Linked DNA regions of Mus musculus: all the other regions are linked to region 4. The links are chromatin contacts, called in public promoter capture Hi-C maps. All regions are on one chromosome and are shown on one strand. Each heading gives the region's core, a stretch centred on a gene start, on an enhancer-like site or on the middle of the called end of the contact. The rest is flanking DNA. Distances are from core to core; before and after follow the strand shown.

Region 1 (3,149 bases), core at 339-2,838, 170 kb after region 4:
CCTTCTACTGCCAAGGATATGCCACCATAGCCTGCAACACAATATCCAGCTTGGCTCCGGAGCTTGTGGCAAAGGAGGAAGCAAAAGGCTCTGAGAAGTTCTACAACAGGATAACCTGCCAACTATGGCTTTGACCAGACGATTCCTTCCTTGAAGGTATCTATCAATGTCCCATTTGAACATGCGGCCCATGAAACTGTATGCCCCTCAATAAATGCCTGGACTGTCTTAAGGGGTTATCTGAATTTTCAAACAGCAGACTAAAAGTTCAACAGTATGAAATCCCACTGGTGAGCATTGAGTGGGGCAGAAATCTTTCCAATCTCTGCCCTGGGATTATAACTTTGTCTAGAGCTCACGTGGCTGCCACTGCCAGTCAAGAAAACAGAAGACGAAGGCACTGGGATGTAGTATGGCTTGAGAGAGCCCAACCTAACTCAAAGCATCTCAAAGAGCGATATGGGGTGTGTGTGTGTGTGTGTGCTATGCCTTATTTTACCCAAAGCACCAACTGTTCCACCATGGTCTGCTCGGGGGACCCTGGGAGCTGAGGACACAGAGGCTCTCAACAGTGATATGAGCACACATAACAGAGATCTGTGAGAGCTTGTGGGTCTGGAGTGGGTTTCAGAAATAGATGGGATGGTGATTCCCATGTGTCTCAGTTTTTTCTCTATAAAGCAAAGTCCTGCTCCTCTTGTGATTCAGGTAGCAGCAAGCACTCACATCTCAGAGGCTGAAGGATGCTTGGAGGTAAAAGAGTTGGCAGTATGAAAAAATGAACCCATTGCCACAAGCTCTGAGTATTTCCCATGGAACTACCCTACAGACCTGCATCTCTTGTGTCCACGATGAAGTCTGACATCTCAAAAGTCCGGCCTTCTGACAGGCCTTGGCCATAGACTTTGGCTCGGCGTGCATCACCAATTTCAGACTGGACCACCATAATGGACACAGGGCTGTTGGCCACGTGGTTACCGTTTTTCTTGATGCTGACTAGATGCTCACCCACTTCTCGGGGGATGAAGGAAATGCCTGGACCAGAACACAGGTAGAGGCTTAGTAATGGGAGGTGGAGAAAGAATGAAGGACAAGTGGGGGGAGGAGACTGGTTGACAGAGAATGTGTTCATGATCAACTTGACACGGTCTAAAATAATCTAGGAGAAAGACCCTATGCATGTCTGTGATGGGTGGCCTTTCTAGATTAGGTTAACTGAGGTGGGGAGAGCCAGCCTCAATGTTGGGCTCTCTCCGGGGCTGGGGTTCCAGACTGAATAAAGATTAAGTCAAGCAGAGCAACAGCATTCATCTGTTTTGCTCTCTGTCACATAAAAATTTCCATCATGATGGGTTGTATCACTGAACTATGAGTCAAAATACACCTCTCCGTTCTTAAGCTGCATTTGCAGGGTAGTTTGTCACAGCAGTGGGAAAAGTGACTAATACAGCTTATTCTCAAAATTGGAAACAGGACTGTCTTATGTTGCAACAATCCAACGTCCACAGATGTTAACACTGATAGGGAAGCGTGCGTGTGATACAGGTTTACTGTAGCAACCTCCAACGGATCACCCACTTCCTAAGGAGTCTCTGCTCCCCCTCCCACACCCCACCATGCTGGCCAAAGCTCACCAATGTGGTTGTTGGGTAGCCTCTTTAGCAGACAGGGCTCGTCACGTCCAGATGGGGCCTTGATACTGGCTGTCAGTGTGCTAAGGTCTGTCTCACTGATGTCCAGAAGGAAGTCAGCAGCTGAGCCCAGCTTCACTTGGGAGCAGCGTCTGTTATCATCTGAGAAAAAGCAACAGAGCTCCTATTACATGTGCTCGCTGGGCTGTCTAGAGAACATGGTCTACATGGCACTTGGAGATGTGACGTCAAGAATCTTTTACCCACAGGTGTATGAAGATCATGTGCCTCTGACAATGAGTATATAATGACCACGGCAGGACAATGGGTGGTTATGACTGGTTCAGGGGGAGACAAGGAGCTGGAAGGAATCTGAGCTACAAATCCCTGTGAACACTTTTAGAGGAATCTTTGACATGCAGAAGAACTAAACTAAATATCTTTCTGTACACAACTCAATTCAATGGGCTATGTATATAGAATGAAATAATATTTAAAAAGTTAAATCAGGATATTTAAATCAGGATATCTGCAAGAAAACAAATGAATGGAAATTATCATATTAACTGAAGTCAAGCTGACTCAGGAAGACCAACACCACATGCTTTCTATCAGATGCCGTGTGTGTGTGTGTGTGTGTGTGTGTGTGTGTGTGTGTGTGTGTGTCTGTTGGAGAGAAACAGAAAGAGGAGGGAAGAAACTAGAAAGGGACCCTGAGAGGGAAGAAAGCTATCTTTTTTTTTGTTTGTTTGGGACAGGGTTTCTCTGTGTATCCCTGGCTGTCCTGGAACTCAGAAATCCACCTGCCTCTGCCTCCCAAGTGCTGGGATTAAAGGCACGCGCCACCACGCCCAGCTTTTTTTTTTTTTTTTTTTTTTTTTTGCGCGGGGGTGGGGGTTGGGGGTGGTGGGGGTGGTGGGGGGTGGGGGTGGGGGAGAAGCTATCTTAAGGGAGGGGTACAGTGAGGAGGAGGAGGAGGAGGAGTTAGAACCAAGTATAATGCATCTATATGAAAATTCCATAATAGAAGCCATTACTTTGAATTATGAAATAAAAAAAAAATTAAAGAAATTTTTGGCAACAGAAGGCATTTCCACCTGCTGCTGTGTCTTTGGGCAATTCCCAAAGAAGCTTGGCTCCTACTCCCCACTGTTACTGCCTCCTTCAGTCAGGTCTAAGAATCCTTGACAAGAGCCTTGATTTGTGCATCTTCCAGAGAACCCACCATGTGTTCTTAACTCAGCAGGCAGAACAGAGCCAGAAGCGTAGGTTATGGAATGGGACAACCTGCTTCTGAATACAGTGAACTTGGCTCAATGGCTACCTCTCCGAACTTCAGACCAGAAAACTAATAGGGCAGATATCTTATGTAGTATGGAACGAAAGGCCTCTTTAGTTCCTGCTCTCTGCCTGTAAGCATTGCCTTGATGCCTCGTTCTGAGAATTTGCTTTCTGGTTGGTAACTCTTGTTTTTATTTTGTTATGAAAAAAGGAGGATTTAGGCAGCCTGACCAGACT
Region 2 (3,020 bases), core at 130-2,629, 130 kb before region 4:
TATAATGTATATATAATGCAGGGGCTGGGGCTAAGTTCTGAGAGTAGATCACTTACTTACTTAATGTGCATATGGCTGATGCAGTGGGAGTGGACAATATCTGGACATGCTCTGAAAACAGAGCAGGGTTTGCTGACACTTAGATAGGGCACAGGATAGAGAGAGGAAGTCAGGCCACTTATCACAAAGGGGAAGGCTACAGGAGGGCCAGGTTTAGACAGATAGACAGATCTCAGTGGTATGTGACTCATGCTTAAAAGCTGTGAGAGAGATGATGTCAACAAGGAGTGAGCGAATGAGAAGTGTCAGGACCCACCAAAGACATCAGGGGACTAACAACAGTTATTCCAGTGAGGGGCTGGAGGTTAAAGCTGACACTAGATCAGCCCTTGTCAGAATGAGCAGGACTGGCAGAAGCAAACAAAATACTCCTGAATTCAGGTCAAAGAGGAGCCATGACTGGGGGGTGATAAGGGAAGGAGGGAGCAAAAGCATGTTTGTTTTCAAATTTCATTTATTTCATTTATATTATCTTTTTTTTTTTAAATTTCAGAATCCCTTTTCTACTTTCTGGATGTTACTGGCATTTTTTTAAAAAATCTTATTTCATATCTGCAGTGTCTTGACCTTCTTAGCTCTTTGAAGATTTTGAAGATTTAAAAAAAATGTTTCTTTTCTGTTTTTAAGTTTTCTTTTCCCTGCAGCTTCATTTGTATCCTTCAAGGTGTCTTGTTCTTGATTTTTCGAGCTCTCCATCTTTCAGATTTAGGGCTTTCCTAAGTGTCTGATTTTAGGTGAGAGTTGGGTGTTAATTAGCCACACCCGGCTTAAATTTCAGTTTTTAATTTTACAAGTATGCCTCCATATATGCAAGTGCACCACATGGGTGCACTGTCTGAGGAGTTACAGTTGGGAGCCACATCTGAGTGCCATCAGCTAAACCAAGAGCTGCAAGTGCTGTTAACCACTGAGCCCTGTCTGCAGCCACCCCAGAGCTTGTCTTAAGGGAGATCACAGCAAGTGTCTACAGAGATGGAGTGGCCCTGAGGAGTTTGTGACACTACACAGGAAGGGAAAGTATTGTCTGGAGTATTGTTCTCCAGTAGGCAAGGGCTCAAAGCATCTAGCAGACCAAGGAATGGGTAGACTCGAAGGAGGAGAGCAGAGATGACTGGTACTAACAGGGGCTCGGTGTTATGCTCAGAGGTGGGAACCTGTGGAAAGCCCTTACGACTTCCACTTGATCAGATGCAAAGTCACTCTGGTAAGGAAGGAAGAGGTGGATGCTGCAGACTTGAAGACGGAAGAGACTGTGAAACAACCACAAGGCAAATGAATCAGTGAGCCAGAGCAGTGGAGCATGACTATGGCATGGCTGCGGCATAACTGTGGCATGGCTGTGGCATGACTGTGGCATGGCTGTGGCATGGCTGTGGCATGGCTGTGGCATGACTGTGGCATGGCTGTGGCATGACTGTGGCATGACTGTGGCATGGCTGTGGCCCAGCTTATCTAAGCTCTGAGGACAACAGTGTAGCTGGTCTTTCCAGACACAAATGATCACACAGGTGGTGGCAGAAAACCAGTGAAAACAAGGAATGGACTGGCCTAAACCAGCATGATAAGGAAGAAAAACTGCTGAATATATTTTTAGGGGGAAAAATACAACGGCCCATGGACTTCCCACTGATTACAGAGAGAAATGAGACCACGAGGGTTATAAGGGATATTAAACAAGAAGTACAGTTCATTAGCTCTTGCCACAACAGGAGGCTCATTAGTTATTGTCAAAACAGGATTAAAAGCCAGCAGATGGCTTGATGGACAAAGGTATTTGAAGCCCATACTGACATGAGTTCAATCCCTTGGCTGATGATGTGAGTTTGATGCCTAAGATCCACGTGTGTGGAAGGACTGCTGACTCTCCACATGTAGTGTACAGTTCAAAGCCAGCCAAAGCTACATAATGAGTTCTAGACCAGCCAGAACTGCAGTGAGACCCTGTCTTAAAAGACAAAAACAATGTGAAAGTTCAGACCAACCAGACCTTAAGCAAGACCTTATCTCAAAACAAAATAAAAAAATAAAACCCACAAATATAATTCGGTATATTATCTTAGCCACTTCGAATGTTTTGATGTCATACAGTCATCGTAATGTCAATACTGAATTTTAATTAATCTTGTCAAAAATCACAACTATATTAGGAGACAGGAAGGCTAAGGGGAGAGAGCATCTGGTTGAGGAGATAGTTGTGAAGCCAAGTGTGTGGAGGGGACCTGCAATCCCAGCCAAGTGTGTGGAGGGGACCTGCAATCCCAGCCGTTAGGCGCTGGGGCTCGGGGTGGGGGGGTGGGGGGGTAGGGCGTGGAGAGGAGTATGGCCAGCCTGGGCTGCACAGAGTTCTAGGACAGCCTGGACTGCATGATAAGATTCTATCCCCTTACTCCCCAAAAGGAAACCTTTGCTTTTATAATAATCAACAGATAACAGCTAAAACTGAAGCATCAAGAAGTTGTTAGCAATTTATATAGATAGGTAGGTAGGTAGGTAGGTAGGTAGGTAGGTAGGTAGATAGATAGATAGATAGATAGATAGATAGATAGATAGATAGATAGACAGACAGACAAATGGATACATACATACATACATACATACATACATAATACATACATACATACATACATACATACATACATGGAGATATCTGTGTAAGTATCAGCTAAAAGACTAGCAACATCTCTGGGGAGAAGAAAACTGGAATAGAGTTGCTGGGTGTACCAGCTGCTTTCTGCTGCAATAAAGCACTGACCAAATCCAGTTTGGGGAGGGAAGGGTTTATTTGGCTCTCAGTTACAGTCCATCATTGAGGGAAGCTGAGGCAGGAGTGCAAGGCGGAATCTGGAGGCAGAGACTGAAAAGAGACCATAGAGGAGTGCTTCTTACTGGCTTGCTCCCATGGACTGCTCAATTGCCCATTCTGTACCTGACCAGAGATGGTACCTTCCACAGTGGGCTGG
Region 3 (2,950 bases), core at 18-2,517, 250 kb after region 4:
TGTGTCTCCTTCATTTGTTCTCCATCTCACAATCTTATTTTTTGAGACAGAGTCTATTATTGAACCTGGGGTTCCCCGATTTAACTAAACCACTGGCTCAGAAAGTCACCTGTCTGCCCACTCCTGACCCTTCCATACCAGTTTTGGAATTACAGATGCACCCAGCTTTTTAAATGTGATAGGGTTTGAGATTGGACCTTCATGGCTTTTTCATCAAGTACTTTACCGACTGAGCCATCACTGAGCTGGAGAACACTATAAAAATTGTCTCAAAGGAGGCTAATTCTCTTCACTCTGGGGAATTCTACTTTAAACCACTCTTCAGGTCCTCCAAACATCCCCCAGAATCTGGGAAACGAGCATTTTATAAACAGTTAGGCCCAGGGTAAGAGAGATAGGAAACAGAGACGAAAGGGGAGCCCAGGCAACAAAGAATAGCATCTTTCTCCAATCTACAATGGTTCTGTAGCTGGGATTAAGAAAGTATAACCCTGCCTCTGGGAATCTAGAAGTTTTATAGATAAAAGAGAGAGAGAAAAAAAGGCTCTCTGAACCATTTTCCTAATTAAGGTTGCTAAAGAAAGACACCCCCTTTGCACCCCCTCAACTAGTGTTTATAGGTTCTGTTGATAACCAACTCGGGAAGCAACTTACTGTTCGGTGCAAGCTGTCATTTTTCTTTTCTTTTTCTTTCTTTTTGTTTTTATTTATTTATTTATTTTTTTTTTTTTGAGATGGGGTGTCAGTGTGTCTCTCTGTCAGGTCACTATGCTTTCGCCTCCACCCCCTGAGGGCTGTGATTAAAGGTATGCTCCACAATGCTCCCCTGCAAACTGTCATTCTTAAGCAGCAAGCAATGATTGGAATCCAAGCCCCAAGCAGCTTCCTCCTTCCTGGATTTGCTTTGGAACTTCTGATGTCAGAATCAACAGACTGCACAGTGCCTAAAGGAGGAAGTGGGAGGGTCTCCTGGATCCAGGCCATTGTTGAAGTCAGTACAAAGAGGAATCCCTCAGACGAGGACTGGCTTATCAAATCATGTGAAAGGGGGGAAAATTGAAAACTCCACCTGTACCCGTCCAGGCAAGGCACTCTACAGGGGTTATTTGTGCTTCCACTTTGGCTATCGGTCTTTTGAAACAAAGGTCCCCAAGGAATTGGAATTTCCCCAGGAATCTCATGCTGGCAAGAGGAAAAGGCTGAAGCCTGGTGTCGGCCAAGAGGAGGGGCTTATCTGACACCTGGGAGCAGAGACTGGAGCTGAGACAATGCTAAGTCAAGGCTAGGAGCTGGGGCGGGAGGAGAGACTGCCACACCCTGACCAGGACTGCTTATGTCTGGGCCTCTACTGAAATGTAACCCAGTCAGAAGCCTGAAGATGGAGTGAGGTGAGGTGCAGGATCCCTGGTCCTGTTTTTGTTCCTCTTCCCAGTGTGACCCCATTGAATAACTCTCCTCTGGTGGGGTCTGAATGAGACTGTTCTCTAAGGCTCAGAACCCGAACACTTTGTTCCCCAGTGCCAGGGAAGTGGTAGATCACTGGGAGGTGGTATCTTACTAGAGGAAAATGCCTGGGCAAGCCTTGAGCTGTAAACAAATTGTTAATGAGAATTACTGAAAGAAGCCCTATCTTCAAAGACTGACTGGCTGGATGACCAAACTTCAGTGAGGGAGAGAGGCTGAAAGTCACACATTCAGACCTAATCATCTTATCTTGGGCTAGTCTGAGCCCCCTAAATAGCCATTTCCTTGCCCACTTCTGTGTCTAACATCCTGTGACTAATAGATAAAAAACCTTTTGGAATCTATTACCTCAGCAGACCATTTGCTTCCTAACGCAAAAGCTAACAATGTCACCATACAGCATATGACGCCTATCAGGACAGAGTTCCTCATCTCACTGTGATCTGCTACCTGATGTATTTATCAACCTATTTCAAAATTATCCTGATTTATGACTTTCTTTGTTCTGTAACTACAAAACTCTTCGAAGGAAGTGCTTTCACGTGTATGGAGGGTGGGGGAGGAACTTACATGCTGTCCTCTGACTTCCACATATCTCTGTGGCACACAGACATTCACACCCAAGCTCAAATAAGTACTTAAAAATTTTTAAGCAACAACAACAACAAAACCCCAACTGGCTAGGATGTGTATCATTTTACTAGAAGGAATTTTGGGGTAGCCTGTGATAAAATTTTGGGGTTCTTTGTGGTCTTGAACAAAGAACTGAATAAGACAAGACACATTACTTAGGAAATCCAGTTCTCTTTGTAGGAAGAGAGTCTTATGCCATCCCACAGGGATGCTTGAAGACCATTTTATTAGAGTGTGAGAATAAAACCATAGGGTAGGTGAACTATCAATCCTACCAGTTGGAAGAAGGGAGATAACAAGAGACAAGGTCATGTTTTCTGAGCTAGAGTCAAACAAAGAAGGTCTGCAATAAAGGGGAAGAAGGGAAGGCTCAGAGAAGCCAGTAGGAAGGCCCGAGTGTCCGTCAATACACACATGCTTAGGATTTCAGCCAGTGTTCCTATCTGCAAGCAACTTCTGCAAGGGACAAGTCCCCGTGGTGAAGAAACGCATTATCTCATTGAGGGATAATTATTTCTTCATCTCCTTAGCAAGTCTTTACGGTAGGTCAGGAGCATGTCACCTAGCTAGGTGACTGACAAGCCCAGTTGGATTTACTCTTTAAGAGAGAGGACAACAGAATGCAATACTCTATTCTTTGTGGTAGATTATTAGATTGTCATGTCTTTGTCCATGGTCTGAAGAACTCAGTTCCTATTCTCTTGACCAAGAGAAAATTTCCCTTAATGAGTCACAAGGAAATAAGATGTGAGGTCCAACTATAATCATGAGTGGAGGGGTCAATCTTCAGTGTCTCCAAGCCAGTCTAATGCCTCCCTAGATGCCTAACAGTAGAGCCTAGCATACATAAGAA
Region 4 (2,938 bases), core at 115-2,614:
TCCTGTCAAAGCTTGGAAGAGAGGAAATTACAGAACCATCCTGGTGTCCATACTGCCTAGGGTAATAGCTACGCAGGAAGGAAGGCTTTCTAGAGGAAGTGGTCTCTGAGCATCCATCTCTTTAGTATTAAATAGACCTAAAACACCCTATGAGGTTATAAGACTTACTTGCCAGTAATCCAGTCAAAAAACATAATTTGAAAGAATTATTATTACCTTCCATAAACATGGCCTTAAATACTCACTTTGCAACAAATTACAAGCGCAACAAACTCATAGATTTTTGGTGCCTTTCATAAGTTTCTACAATAGGACTTAGGATGTTACCTACCATTGGGAGAAAAAGTGCATTTTTTAAAAAAAGACAGTCATTTCTCTAAGTGAGAATAAATGCTTTCAACAATCCTGACCTACAAAGCAAGGCTGTCGGAGAGGTAACAGGGCTCTAAAAAGTCCTGCTTTAATACATCAGAATGAAAGATCTCTTTGACTAGCGAAGAATTTGAACATACACACACAGAAACAGAGATAAACACACAGGGAACGTCAGAAACAAGAGACAGAGACAGCGAGATGGAAAAAGAGACGGCGAGACAAAGAGACAGAGACACAGAAGGCTTTTGTGGGGCTTTAGCCTCCAGATGATGAACCCCCAAACACTGCTTGATAAACAAGACTCTGGGCTGGAATCTGATTTGCTGGCCTGACAAAACATTACAATCTCAGGAATCCCAATCCCACCCCCACCCCATTCATCATTTCCTCGATCAAGTCCTAGAGGCTACAAGCTCCCCGGTTTTTACTGGTTCCTAGGGTTTACTGCTTGTAAATTACAAGACATAGAGCACCTTTCCAAAAGGAAAAAGGGGGGGAAGTACCGGCAAATGAAAGCAAGCGTGGCTTTAAAGCCCCATAAAAGACTGCATGTGGCAGAAATGAACTCGCCTGTGCGTACTACGAGCACCGAGGGCTCCCCTAAGCCACTCCAGGGGGTCTGGGATGCGCGGGCACGCCGCCCCGGCCGCGGCCCGGCAGGAGGGAGGCAGCGGGCTCACACACCTGCCCGGCTCCGGTGCCCGCGCCCTGCCGCGCCGCGCCGCCGTCCGGCCTTCGCCCGGCCCCCGCCCTCGGCCCCGGCCTCCCGCCCCAGCCGCGCACCGTGTGCGACTGCAGACTCTGGCTCGCCTCGACGGCCGCTGTCAGCGGCACCGTGTCGTCCAGCAGCACCTTGCCAGCCGGCGGCTTCTCCATGAAGGCCATCCCGGGCCGCCGCCGCCGCTGCCTCTGAAGCCGGGGCAGGAACCGGAGGCGCCGAGCCCCGCCACCCGCCGCGTCCCGCCGCCGCTGCTGTCAACGCGCACCGCCCCGCGCCCCGCGCGCCGCCGCCGCCCGCGGGTCCTAGCGCCGGTCGTCTCTGCCTGCCGGCTGTCAACACCAGTCTGCCCGACCTCGCTGGGTCCTAGCGCCGTTCTTCACGGCAGGGTAGGTGACTGCTATCGTCGTCCCATGGTTGCAGTCAGAGGCATTATGTCCCTTGCTCTCTTGGCGCCTCCTCGCCCCCGCAGCGTATACTCAGTACTGTGAGCTCCTGGCCTCGGGCGAGGAGCACAAAACTAAACCATTACCACCACATCTCGCACTGCTTCTCTGGACTCTAACAGAACTGAGCTTTTCAGATGAACCGTTCAGAAACTCAGGCTGGTAGATTTGAGACCCTACTGCTCCTAATCACACTTTCCTGCCCAAGGACCTTAGGACTCAGGATATAACAAAAAACAACTTCAGGGTGGCTTCTCAGTCTGAGTTTATAGACCAAACTTTGTAAACCAAATCTGGATTCATGTTTTAAACCTGGATCTTCAGGAGAACCTAGGTGCCACACTCTCATAACTGGATCCCACGGGGTTTAGTTCCTAATCTTTAAACAATAAGCTTTAAGACAGAGGTGGAAAAATAAAATAAAATAACTGATGCAAAGATTTCCCTGCTTGTATGCTTGGTCCTAGCTCACAGTTGAGCTTTAAAGTCTTTGAAACCAAAGAACACTCAGATCTCTTAGACGGTGAGAATATTTGGTCGGTCCTAGAACAGGCTCCAAGAACCTCAAACTCAGAACTATCAAACTTGATGATCAACTTGTCAGTACCAAATCTACCCTGCTCACCTTAACCCAAGACCACAGCCTTCCAGGATAATAATGAAATTAAACTTAGATCAGATGACTAGGACCCTGTTGAGGGTCTGTGTGATCTTGAATAAGTCTCTCTCTCTCTTTCTCACACACACACACACACCACACACACCCTGAGACCTCACTCTTCCATTGGCAAAACTAAGTAAATGCCATGTAGAATGTGTAATAGGAATGCAATTGGACAGGAAGGAACTTTGCACATATTTAAAATCTCAAACAATATGCATTCCATCCTGACAATTCACAGAACAGAGATTTATTTCTGCTTGTTTCCACTGAATTTCTATTATTTTATTCATAGAAACCAAGCTTCTTTGTGCATCCATCACCACTGCGATGACATCATAGCAAAGGTCTAGATTGCTCTTGACGGTTATTCTCTTCAGAGTTCAGGCTTAGAGATTGCTGGGCAACCCCAAGGAGCCAAGTGACACCAGAGTGCCTTCAGGGGCCAATGCTCAGAGGAGACCTGGGGATCTTCTTAATTTAGCCCTAAATCAATGAGACCTCTTCTTGCATCTCATTTTTATTCCTATGTGCTTTAGAGCAGTAATCCACTAAAGCCAAACCATGTGTCACTTTAGGACGGTTCCACTCCTTTCCTCCATTGCTTTGTTTAAGGACAGGGAGTATTTAATTGTCAGAGGAACAGAAACACAAAGTCTGCATTATTACTCTGGTCATGGTGGGGATCCATCAAGGCAAGGCCATGTTCATATTTCGTTGGTGGGAATATAAAGTGGC

Evidence for each region. Promoter capture Hi-C pulls out the DNA fragments that hold promoters and counts their contacts.
Region 1: a promoter capture Hi-C map of the HPC-7 cell line shows a contact between it and region 4. The contact joins the enhancer-like site here to the promoter of Pxk in region 4. A contact is called at or near these places in 9 of 39 promoter capture datasets (the C10 cell line, the HPC-7 cell line, cranial neural crest and 6 more), 1 of 484 Hi-C or Micro-C datasets (LSK cells), 3 of 115 datasets of contacts at active chromatin or transcription factors (bone marrow-derived macrophages, memory CD8 T cells and microglia) and 2 of 9 other capture datasets (liver and pancreatic islet).
Region 2: a promoter capture Hi-C map of the HPC-7 cell line shows a contact between it and region 4. The contact joins the enhancer-like site here to the promoter of Pxk in region 4. A contact is called at or near these places in 15 of 39 promoter capture datasets (the 3T3-L1 cell line, the C10 cell line, the HPC-7 cell line and 11 more), 12 of 484 Hi-C or Micro-C datasets (B cells, the C2C12 cell line, the HPC-7 cell line and 6 more), 5 of 115 datasets of contacts at active chromatin or transcription factors (bone marrow-derived macrophages, embryonic stem cells, extraembryonic endoderm stem cells and 2 more) and 4 of 9 other capture datasets (adipose tissue, embryonic stem cells, liver and 1 more).
Region 3: a promoter capture Hi-C map of liver shows a contact between it and region 4. The contact joins the enhancer-like site here to the promoter of Pxk in region 4. A contact is called at or near these places in 9 of 39 promoter capture datasets (the C10 cell line, the HPC-7 cell line, cranial neural crest and 6 more), 3 of 115 datasets of contacts at active chromatin or transcription factors (bone marrow-derived macrophages, extraembryonic endoderm stem cells and trophoblast stem cells) and 2 of 9 other capture datasets (adipose tissue and liver).

The regions. Positions count from the first base shown.
Region 1 is chr14:7,927,645-7,930,793 of GRCm38.p6, reverse strand. Flnb (filamin, beta) reads right to left here. Exons shown (of 46, transcript NM_134080.1): 35 at 1,635-1,793; 36 at 832-1,035; 37 at 1-31. Among named protein-coding and RNA genes, the nearest start is that of Gm45521, 28 kb to the left of the region's middle. Within about 2 kb of position 1,588, at least 30 of the 459 cell types and tissues checked have an H3K27ac peak or open chromatin away from gene starts, as enhancers often do. A contact at or near this core is called in the HPC-7 cell line and LSK cells, where this site is marked.
Region 2 is chr14:8,230,675-8,233,694 of GRCm38.p6, reverse strand. The region is part of intron 13 of Acox2 (acyl-Coenzyme A oxidase 2, branched chain); the gene reads left to right. Among named protein-coding and RNA genes, the nearest start is that of Kctd6, 18 kb to the right of the region's middle. Within about 2 kb of position 1,379, at least 26 of the 459 cell types and tissues checked have an H3K27ac peak or open chromatin away from gene starts, as enhancers often do. A contact at or near this core is called in the C2C12 cell line and the HPC-7 cell line, where this site is marked.
Region 3 is chr14:7,849,953-7,852,902 of GRCm38.p6, reverse strand. The region is part of intron 1 of Flnb (filamin, beta); the gene reads right to left. Among named protein-coding and RNA genes, the nearest start is that of Flnb, 33 kb to the right of the region's middle. Within about 2 kb of position 1,267, at least 124 of the 459 cell types and tissues checked have an H3K27ac peak or open chromatin away from gene starts, as enhancers often do. A contact at or near this core is called in the HPC-7 cell line, adipose tissue, bone marrow-derived macrophages and 5 more, where this site is marked.
Region 4 is chr14:8,096,637-8,099,574 of GRCm38.p6, reverse strand. It overlaps Pxk (PX domain containing serine/threonine kinase), which reads right to left and starts at 1,364. Exons shown (of 18, transcript NM_145458.4): 1 at 1,159-1,364. The coding sequence starts at 1,260.